Linked DNA regions of Mus musculus: region 1 is linked to region 2. The links are chromatin contacts, called in public promoter capture Hi-C maps. All regions are on one chromosome and are shown on one strand. Each heading gives the region's core, a stretch centred on a gene start, on an enhancer-like site or on the middle of the called end of the contact. The rest is flanking DNA. Distances are from core to core; before and after follow the strand shown.

What was found. Promoter capture Hi-C pulls out the DNA fragments that hold promoters and counts their contacts.
Region 1: a contact with region 2 is called in a promoter capture Hi-C map of the HPC-7 cell line, with 5 times the contacts expected there. The contact joins two enhancer-like sites. A contact is called at or near these places in 5 of 39 promoter capture datasets (the 3T3-L1 cell line, the HPC-7 cell line, cranial neural crest and 2 more) and 3 of 115 datasets of contacts at active chromatin or transcription factors (craniofacial prominence, embryonic stem cells and stem cell-derived neural progenitor cells).

Annotation. Positions count from the first base shown.
Region 1 is chr6:120,309,941-120,314,766 of GRCm38.p6, forward strand. No RefSeq gene overlaps it. Among named protein-coding and RNA genes, the nearest start is that of B4galnt3, 17 kb to the left of the region's middle. Within about 2 kb of position 2,696, at least 3 of the 459 cell types and tissues checked have an H3K27ac peak or open chromatin away from gene starts, as enhancers often do. A contact at or near this core is called in the HPC-7 cell line, where this site is marked.
Region 2 is chr6:120,099,642-120,103,920 of GRCm38.p6, forward strand. All of the region lies in intron 1 of Ninj2 (ninjurin 2), which reads left to right. Among named protein-coding and RNA genes, the nearest start is that of Ninj2, 8.4 kb to the left of the region's middle. Within about 2 kb of position 2,575, at least 23 of the 459 cell types and tissues checked have an H3K27ac peak or open chromatin away from gene starts, as enhancers often do. A contact at or near this core is called in the HPC-7 cell line, where this site is marked.

The DNA of each region.
Region 1 (4,826 bases), core at 1,446-3,945, 210 kb after region 2:
AAAAGCTGTCTTCTAGATAGGACCAGTCTGTTGCACTCATGGACTCAAAACAGCTGTGGTTGCCTGCACAAGATGAGGCTGTCAATATTCCACCCTGGGTGGAGGGAGTGGATGGGGGAGGGCTCAGGATGCCCCATCCCTCCCTGAGAAGCTCTTGGTAGGTAGTGCTTGTCATAGGTCAAAGAGTATTTCCTTTAGTAGTGCAGGCATTGCTAAGTCACCTGTGTTCCAGGAAATAACCTAACCTATGCTCATGCAAACAATCCTAATTAAGCTCCGTGGGTCACCAAAAGAAAAAGTTGGGTGTAGTGGTGTACACCTTTAATACCAGTACTTGAGAGGCAGAGGCAGGCAGTTATCTCTGAGCTTGAAGCCAGCCTGGATTATGTAATGAAACCCTGTATCAAAAAACAAAACAAAAAGCCAGAAAACCAAGCTAAACAAAAAGACATCAAAGTAGGATGGGGACTAGTTGGAGACAAAAAGGAGTGTCCTGGAGAGATGGCTCAGTGGTTAAGACCACTGGTTGCTCTTGCAGAGACCCTGGGTTCAAAAACCAGCATCAACAAGGTGGTTCACAGTCATCCCTAACTAGTTCCAGGAGATTCTGTGCTCAGACACAAATGTAGGCAAAACACTCACACATGATATAAGATAAATATATCTAATAATAATAATAATTTTAAAAGGCCAGGCAGTGGTGGTACATGCCTTTAATACCAGCACTCGGGAGGCAGAGGCAGAGGCAGAGGCAGGTAGAACTCTGTGAGTTACAGGCCAGCCTGGGCTACACAGAAAACCCTGTCTTAAAAAAAAACCACACACACACACACACACACACACACACACACACACACACACAAGGGCTGGTGAGATGATGGCTTAGAGGGTAAGAGCACTGACTGCTCTTCCAAAGGTACTGAATTCAAATCCCAGCAACCACATGGTGGCTCACAACCAGCCAGAATGAGATCTGATGCCCTCTTCTGGTGAGTCTGAAGACAGCTACAGTGTACTTAATTATAATAATAAATAAAGCGAGTGAGGTTGAACGGAGTGGTATGAGGTTGACCTGAGCAAATGGGGCTGACCGGAGAGAGCAGCGGTCCTAAAATTAAATTCCCAACAACCACATGAAGGCTTACAACCATTTGTACAGCTACAGTGTACTCTTATACATAAAATAGATAAATAAACCTTTTTTAAAAAAAAAAGAAAGAAGGAAAGAGAGAGAAAGAGGGGTTCAGCAGGAGAGGGGAATGGGGTGGGGGCGGAGTAAGAAAATAACTCAATTATATCCATGTAGGAATTGCCAGGCTCTGCCCACACAACACCCAGCCAAGCTCCGTCCTACAGAGTAAAAAGCTCAAGGTCAGGACTTGAAGTTCCACCAATCCCCACACTGGAAAGCTTCTGTCCCCCTTCCCCAAAGAAACCCTGAATAAACCCTGTCCTCTGTGTTCTGCTGCTTCTTGCCCACCCCCGTTGAGGCAGTCACCCTCCTGGGTCTCTCCCATGTGACATTTCTTGTGCCCCGTGACTTTGTGGGCTTCCTTGGCCCCTGATTGTCAGGATTCCTTTCTCGGTCAGAGCTCAAACACTCACAATACATCATGGAGAGTGAGGCCCATCATACAAGGCTTCAGATCGACCATGTCAGGGCCCGAGAGCAGAGGTAATTTTCTGCAAACACACAGCTTTACTCTTGGAGGTTTCCAGTATGATAAACCAAAGAGCCAAACTTGTGTTTTACTTTGAGCCTCTTTCGGGATGTCTCTGCAATGCTGAACCTTTTTCTTGATAATCCATTTGTCCATTTCTTCATTAAAGAAATTAATTTATTTTTATTTCATGTGTATGCGTGGGTGCCTGTGTATATGTATGTGTACCATGCCATGTGCATGCCTCATGCCCTGGGAGGACAGAGGAAGGCATCTGACTCCCTGGAACTGGAGTTGTAGGCAGTTGTGGGTCACCATGTTGGTGCCAGAACAAACTTGGGTCCCCTGGGAGAACAGCCCATGCTCTTCACTGCTGAGTCATCTCTCCAGCCTCTCAATCCCTCCCTTTTATCTTCTGTCCTTTCTCTTTCATTCACACCCAACCTTCTCTGCCTCTGGAAGGAACCTGGGTTCAGTGTCTGTGCTGGTCTGGACTGCTAGCATTGCCATATAAGCAACCTTGCAAATCCTCTGTCCATCCCATTCATAGAAAGTGAGGTTACCCCACTAGTAGGCACTATATTGCACTTCCTGTTATCCCCCACATCTGGACACATCATAAAGTCACAACCGACCTGTTTAGACTTTTGGGAATTTCTTTTTTCTCATGTTGAGAAAGTAAAGGCAGGACCTCACCGTATGTTAGTCAAATGCTCTACCACATTACTGCCCCATATCATCTCTAGGAACTCTGACAAAAGATTCAAATGTATCAAAAGTTCTGATTTCCTACCCTAATTAATGTCTCACCAAAAAGTAGTTGATGCCCAAGGGGGAATTTCTCAGTTATTTGCTCGGTACCATGTTGCTTCTAGAAGCCATCCACAGGGATCTGCTACTGTAAGTTCCTTGTAGAGCTGCCCATCAGAGAGTTCTTTTCCTCCTGCTGATCTTCCTGCCCACCCTCCTCTTCTGCTCCTGGCATCCCCCTCCCCCTCCACACCCTTCTACTCCTCTCTACCACACTCCTGTCTCCCTTCCTTCCTCTTTTTTTTTTTTTTTTTTTTTTTTCTGAGATGGGGCTCACTACATTACCCTACTTGGCCTCAAACTCCTGAACTCAGGCAGTTCTTCCCTCCTCAGCCATCCACTACAGTCGCAGGCCACTAACTACCCCCGCTTCGGAGGCCTGGGCAAGCTTACTGGTTTCCGTTTAGCAGGTTCAATTAGTAAAGCCTGAAGGGCAGATTTACACACTCCGGGGCTAATAGTATTTGGTAGGGAAGCAGTCCCATTTGGAAACACTAATCATTACTCATAAAATAACTACATAAAGGAGACAGAGCTTGTTTTATTCAAAGTATGTCCAAGATCCCAGTTTTCAGCCAGGGAGATGAATGACTTGATAAAGACACTTGTCACCAAGCCTGATAACTTCGAACAAACAAACAGGAAAGGAAAGCAAAGCAAACTATCCTCTAACCTCTATGTATACAAAATGGCATATGTGCCTAGATGTACAAGCACACACACACACACATACACACACACGCATGTAATAAAAAATTAAATCTAGCTGTTTATCCAAATGTTCGCTGTAATCCTATCACCTGTTGCCCGTCCACACCTTCCCAGTACAACCTCTACCCTCTTAAGATGGTGCCAGCAGGCCCTGGAGTCACCACTTATAGGGCTCCTTGTCATAAAAGCTTCTCCTAGCTTGATCACCCACCTGCACACTGCATCCAGCTCCATGTTTCTAGACATGGGTAGTGCAGAGGGCCTCCCCCCCCCCCACCCCCCGTGCCTTTAAACTAATGAGCGACCTTGCTTTCTGGCACTTTCAGGTAGGGTTTCTCCATCTTTGCTGCTGGCTTCTTAAATTTCTCTAAACTATGATAAATTGAGTGACCTTGCTTGGAATGCTATAAGGTTTGGGAAGCAATGGGGGACCCACCCAGCCTTTGATAGTATTACATCAACATTTTATTATCTATTATTATTATTATTTATTATATGTAAGTACACTGTAGCTGTCCTCAGATACTCCAGAAAAGGACATCAGATTTCGTTACGGATGGTTGTGAGCCCACCATGTGGTTGCTAGGATTTGAACTCAGGACCTTCGGAAGAACAGTCGGCACTCTTAACTCTGAGCCATCTCGCCAACCCCTATTATTATTATTATTATTGTTATTGTGTATGTGTGTGTATGAGTGTGTGTGCTACAGTTAGATTCCTTCTCATTGCCACCTACCCACCAAGGTAGATTTGCCTCACCAAAGGTCACAATTGGTTCTGAGCGTAGTGAGGGTGTGGGCTTGCCCTGAGGGTGTGATCCAAGTCTGTTTTCACAAGGGCTCCCCGCTTACTTTTTGGCAAGTCTTATTTCCCTTTCCCCTACCCAGGAACCTTCCTTTCTGCACATAGCCCGTCTTTTTCTCTGCACGTTTTAGGTATTGTATACCTTTGTGACGAATGCCTCTTTATCTCTTTGGAATATGCTAGCTTAGTTTTTCCTACTCTGACTCCTTCTCTGGGTCACATGGAAGAAGTTTGTAGAAGGCCACAATCTGTGGTAGTTTGGATGATAATGGCCTCCTTTGATTCATATATTTGAATGGTCAGTTATCAGGGAGTGAGCACTGTTTGAGAAGGATTAGCAGATGTGGCCTTGTTAGAATAGGTGTGGTCTTGTTGAAGGAAGCCTGTCAGCTCCTTTCCCCCTCCTCCTCCCCCTCCCCCTTCCCTTACTGCCTACAGATTAGGATGTAAAATTCTCAGTTATTTCTCCAACATCATGTCTGCCTGCCCATCACTGTGCTCCCTGCCGTGATAATAATGGTCTAACCTCTGAAACTGTAAGCCCCTGGTAAGCACTTTTAAAAAAAGATTTATTTATTTATTTATTTATTTATTTACTATAAGTACACTGTAGCTATCTTCAGACACACTAGAAGAGGGCATCAGATCCCATTACAGATGGTTGTGAGCCACCATGTGATTGCTGGGATTTGAACTCAGGACCTCTGGAAGAGCAGTCAGTGCTCTTAATCACTGAGCCATCTTCCAGCCCCTAAGCGCTTTCTTTTATGAGAGTTGCCTTGGTCATGGTGTGTCTCCACAGCAACAGAACAGTGACTAAGACACCATCTCACCCAGAAG
Region 2 (4,279 bases), core at 1,325-3,824:
CTGCTAATGCTGTTTCTTTGCTGGCATATTCCTTTTATTCTGTTCTAACAAATCACACATCTTGGCTCTACTGTCATTTGCATATTTGGAGAATGTTCCCCCTCGTTCATCTCGCTTTCCAAAAATTCTGTTTCCTGTACACTGGATTGTAGACACTGACTGAAGTCGAATTCCTACTTACAGTTTAGATATTCACGTTTGGTGGACTTAAAATTCAGGTCATCCTGTGTAATCTTTTTTTTTAAAGGTTTATTTCTTTATTTTATGTGTATGAATGTTTTGCCTACATGTACGTATACCATATGCATGCCATGTCTGAAGCCATGGAGCCATCTCTCCAGAGCCATCCTGTATCATCTTTAGCTGCTGGTCTGTGGGGGAAGACCTCTGTCTTAAGCAGCTGACATTGATGCTTGGTTGCTCTAGAGCCTTCTGTTTCAGGCCTTGACTCTGAGCTTCCTCAAGTCTCTAGAAAAATGACTTCATTTTCCTCTTTTATTTTTAACCTCTTACTTCCTTCTCCGTGGAGGTTCTCTAGATCCATGTCCAGGTATCTGTTTTCTTCACTGAACTTAGACTTCTTGTGTCTGTTGACCCTTTCTCCCTGTGGGCTGTTTCTTGGTTCTCTTGGAAACCGGCTTCATTAATGTTCCCTCCTTCTGCTTTGTCTTCTGGGTCACTTGATCTTGGTGGCACTCTCTCAACCAGGCAAGCTTTTCACACAGCAGCATGGCCTCCTACGGTACACAGGAGCGTGCTAGCCTAGGTTCCATGGCTGCCTAGTTTTCACCCTAATTCTATCTTAATTCCTTCAACAGGTTGTGGTCATTATTGATAGTTAACTTGTTTCGTGGGACACACATATTTTGATAATGCGATTAGCTTATTTGTTTTCTTGTATAGTTTATCCCTCTACACTTCTAATTTTTTCATCTGTCATTCAGTAAATAAGAGTATGACATCATACCTTATGTTTCTCAGCCATTTGAAACTTTATTCGTATTGTAATCATTCACTCCCTGCTTCAGTGTTGGTGTCAAGCTCGTTTATACTAATGTGTTGTAGTCTGCTGGTTATCTCTGAAACCTTCACTACTTTCAAAGTTTATTTATTATTATTATTGTATGTGTGTGCATGCATGACGTGTGTACAGGAGCGTGTGTACCATGGTGTATTTGTGCAGGACTCGGGACAGCTCTGTGGAATTGGTTTTCTCCTTTGCCTTTACCTGGGGCGCAGGAATTGAATTCTGGTGGTCGAGCTTTTGAGGGAGGTAAGTGCCTTTACCTACTGAGCCGTCTTGATGGTCTTACGCTCTCATTTCAACAGGGTCGCCTGTGTGCCATAGGGCAGTAGTGCAAACGTGGGGAGCAGAGGGCAGCTTTCAGGAGTCACTTCTCTTCCATTTTGTGGGTCTCAGGGATCGAACTCAGGTCATTAGCCTTGGTGCCAAGAGTCTTTACCCACTGAGCCACCTCTGCCCTTCTGAGTACCTTAAATATTTCACTGTACTGTCTTCTTTTGGGACTCTTCATCGTTAATTTTCTGAAACCTTTCTTTCTCCTGCCTAGAGTTCTCTGCTTCCTGGGTCTATGATTCGATAGCGTTGGAGGTCGGCTTGAGGGATTATTCAGTCAGTGTTGACTTGACTGTGTCTTCTGTCCCTTCCTTCTTCCCCAGATGCGCATCCACATTGGCTGCAGCTGCCACACGGCCTTTGGCTTTTCTCGCTGGCTGTTTCTGTTCTGTGTTTTCAGTTTGGAGCGTTTCTATAGACACATCCTCGAGCTCAGAAACGTTTTCCTCAGACATGTCACCCACACACGAGCCTGGCAATGAGCGTCTGTCTTTCCATTCCTGGGCTTGGCATCTTCACTGTTTCTTCTTGATTCTTGTTGTCCCCTCATCTTTTTTAAAGTATGTGTGTGTGTGAGTGCCGTAAATTTTTATTTTATACAATCTTAATAGATTGGTGTTATTTTTTTTCTCGTGTAATGAGACGTTATCTCCTGGTATTCTAAACTTACATCTTTCATTTCCTTTTTGGTGCTGGGAATAAAACCGGAGGCCTTGAACCTGTTAGGCTAGCGCTTTATCTCTGAGCCTTACCCCAGCCCCTTCTTGGATTTCTTCCTCTCTGCTTTACTATCACTCAGTCTTTGCTTGTTCTCTGTCTGCTTGAGAGTCCTTAGCACATCTCAGATAAATTCTTGGTCGAACAAGTTTAATACCCCTGTCATGTCTGATTCTGGCTGTCATGTCTGATTCTGGCGTCTTGTTCAATCTCTTTAAACTGTGCCTTTATAAACTCTTAATATGTAGATATAATGTATCGGGCAAAAAGAATGTTGTAAATAGACAGTTATTGTTGTGGTAAGGTATGGTAGGCTTTAGGGGGGTTTGATGATCCTCGATGATGGGCCTTCCTGAACCTCTGTGATCTTTAGAAATGCTTATCAACCCTCCCATCCCTGACTTCTTATGTGGGACAAAATGGCCATCGTGCACTACGGTGGGTACCTTCTTTCCTTGAGTCAGCTAGGCTGTGATAATAAGCTTAGGCTGTGGTTAATAACGTCACTTGAGAACAGACCACATTTAAAGAAGTAAATCCTCTGTTATTTCAAGATGGTTTTGTTCCCATTATCCTTGCAGGCGGGGGTTTTCTTACAGCATTTACTCTGAGCGCTTACTGGGGCTCCTAGAGGTAAAATGCACAAAGTATTTTCCTCACCTACAGTGGGCTCCTGGCATTGTGACTCTGAGACACATCCCTCTGCCTCCAGTGCTTCACCTGTGGCAGTCAGCTCCCACCCCGCCCTACCCCATCCCACACTACCCCAGAGTCTGCTCTGCTTGGCCATGATACCCTATGTCCATCTGCCTGCCCCTCCAGCTTGAGGGGTTTGCTTTCCCTGTTTGCCCACCTCTCTTCCAGAGCCAAGAAGAGATGTAGACTCTTCAGCCATATAACTATTGCTTGTCCCATCAGAGTGGTGTCTTTCAAACTTCTCATATGCAGAACCAGAAACTAGAGTCTCCTCTCTTTTCAAGTGGGAGTTCCAGAAACAAGTTGGGAATATGCATGAAGAGACTGTAACATGCTGGATGGTAGTGGTGCACACCTTCGATCCCAGCACTTGGGAAGCAGGGGGAGGCAGACCTCAGAGTTCAAGGCAGCCTGGTCTATAAGAGCAAGTTCCAGGACAGCCAGGGCTACACAGAGATATCCTGCCTCAAGAAAAAAACAACAAACAAACAAAGAAAAACAACGAGTGGGGGTGGTTCTAGGTTCAGTCTAAGAATATAATAATTACTCAGATATTCAAGGATGTTGATTGAGATTTTTAGGTGTAAATAAATGGTTAAATGCAGCTATGAGTAGATATTTTAAAAATTTTTTTTGAAGAATATTTAAATGAAGACTGTTCTAGTTTGGTTTCTGTTGCTGTGATAAACACCATGAACAGAAGGACCTTGGGGATGGAAGGCTGTGTTTTAGCTTATTGCCTACAGTCTGTGGTTGACAAAGGCCAAAGCAGGGACTCACGACAGGAGCTTGAAGCAGAAACCACAGAAGAACTAGACTTCCTGGCTTGCTTCCAGACTCCCATTCAGTTACCTTTCTTATCTGACCCAAGACCATAGTGGACTGAGTCCTCCCACATTAATCATCACTCAAGAAGAGGCCCCATGGGGGCCTTGGGGGAGATGGCTCAGTGGTTAAGAGCACTGACTTTTCTTCTGGAGGTCCTGAGTTCAAGTCCCAGCACCCACATGGTGGCTCACAACCATCTGTAATGGGATCTGATGCCTTCTTTTGTTGTGTCTGGAGAGAGTGACAGTGTACTCACACACAAAAATTAAATAAATAATTCTAAAAGAAGAAGGAGGAGGAAGAAGAGGAGGGGGATGGGGGAAGGGAGGAGGAGGAGAGGCCTCACAGGCATGCATGCCCACAGGCCAACTGATGGAAGCAACCCTCAGTTGATGCTTCCTCTTCTACATATGTCAAGTTAACAACCAAGACTACCCACCACAAATGCCAGAGAGCTAATTGTACATTAAGAAAAAAAAAGGACATATAACTGGATAGACATTTAATCTTGAATGTCTTCAGAAATTATGAATAATAAATATGCATGTCAGCACTGGCCAACGTGCTCACCGGCTGTTTCTAGACTGTGGGTTTACAGGTGACTCACTTCTTTTCTTTTCTTTTTTCTTTTCTTTTCTTCCCCTCTTTTTCTTTTTATTTCATTTGCAAATTTTCTACCAA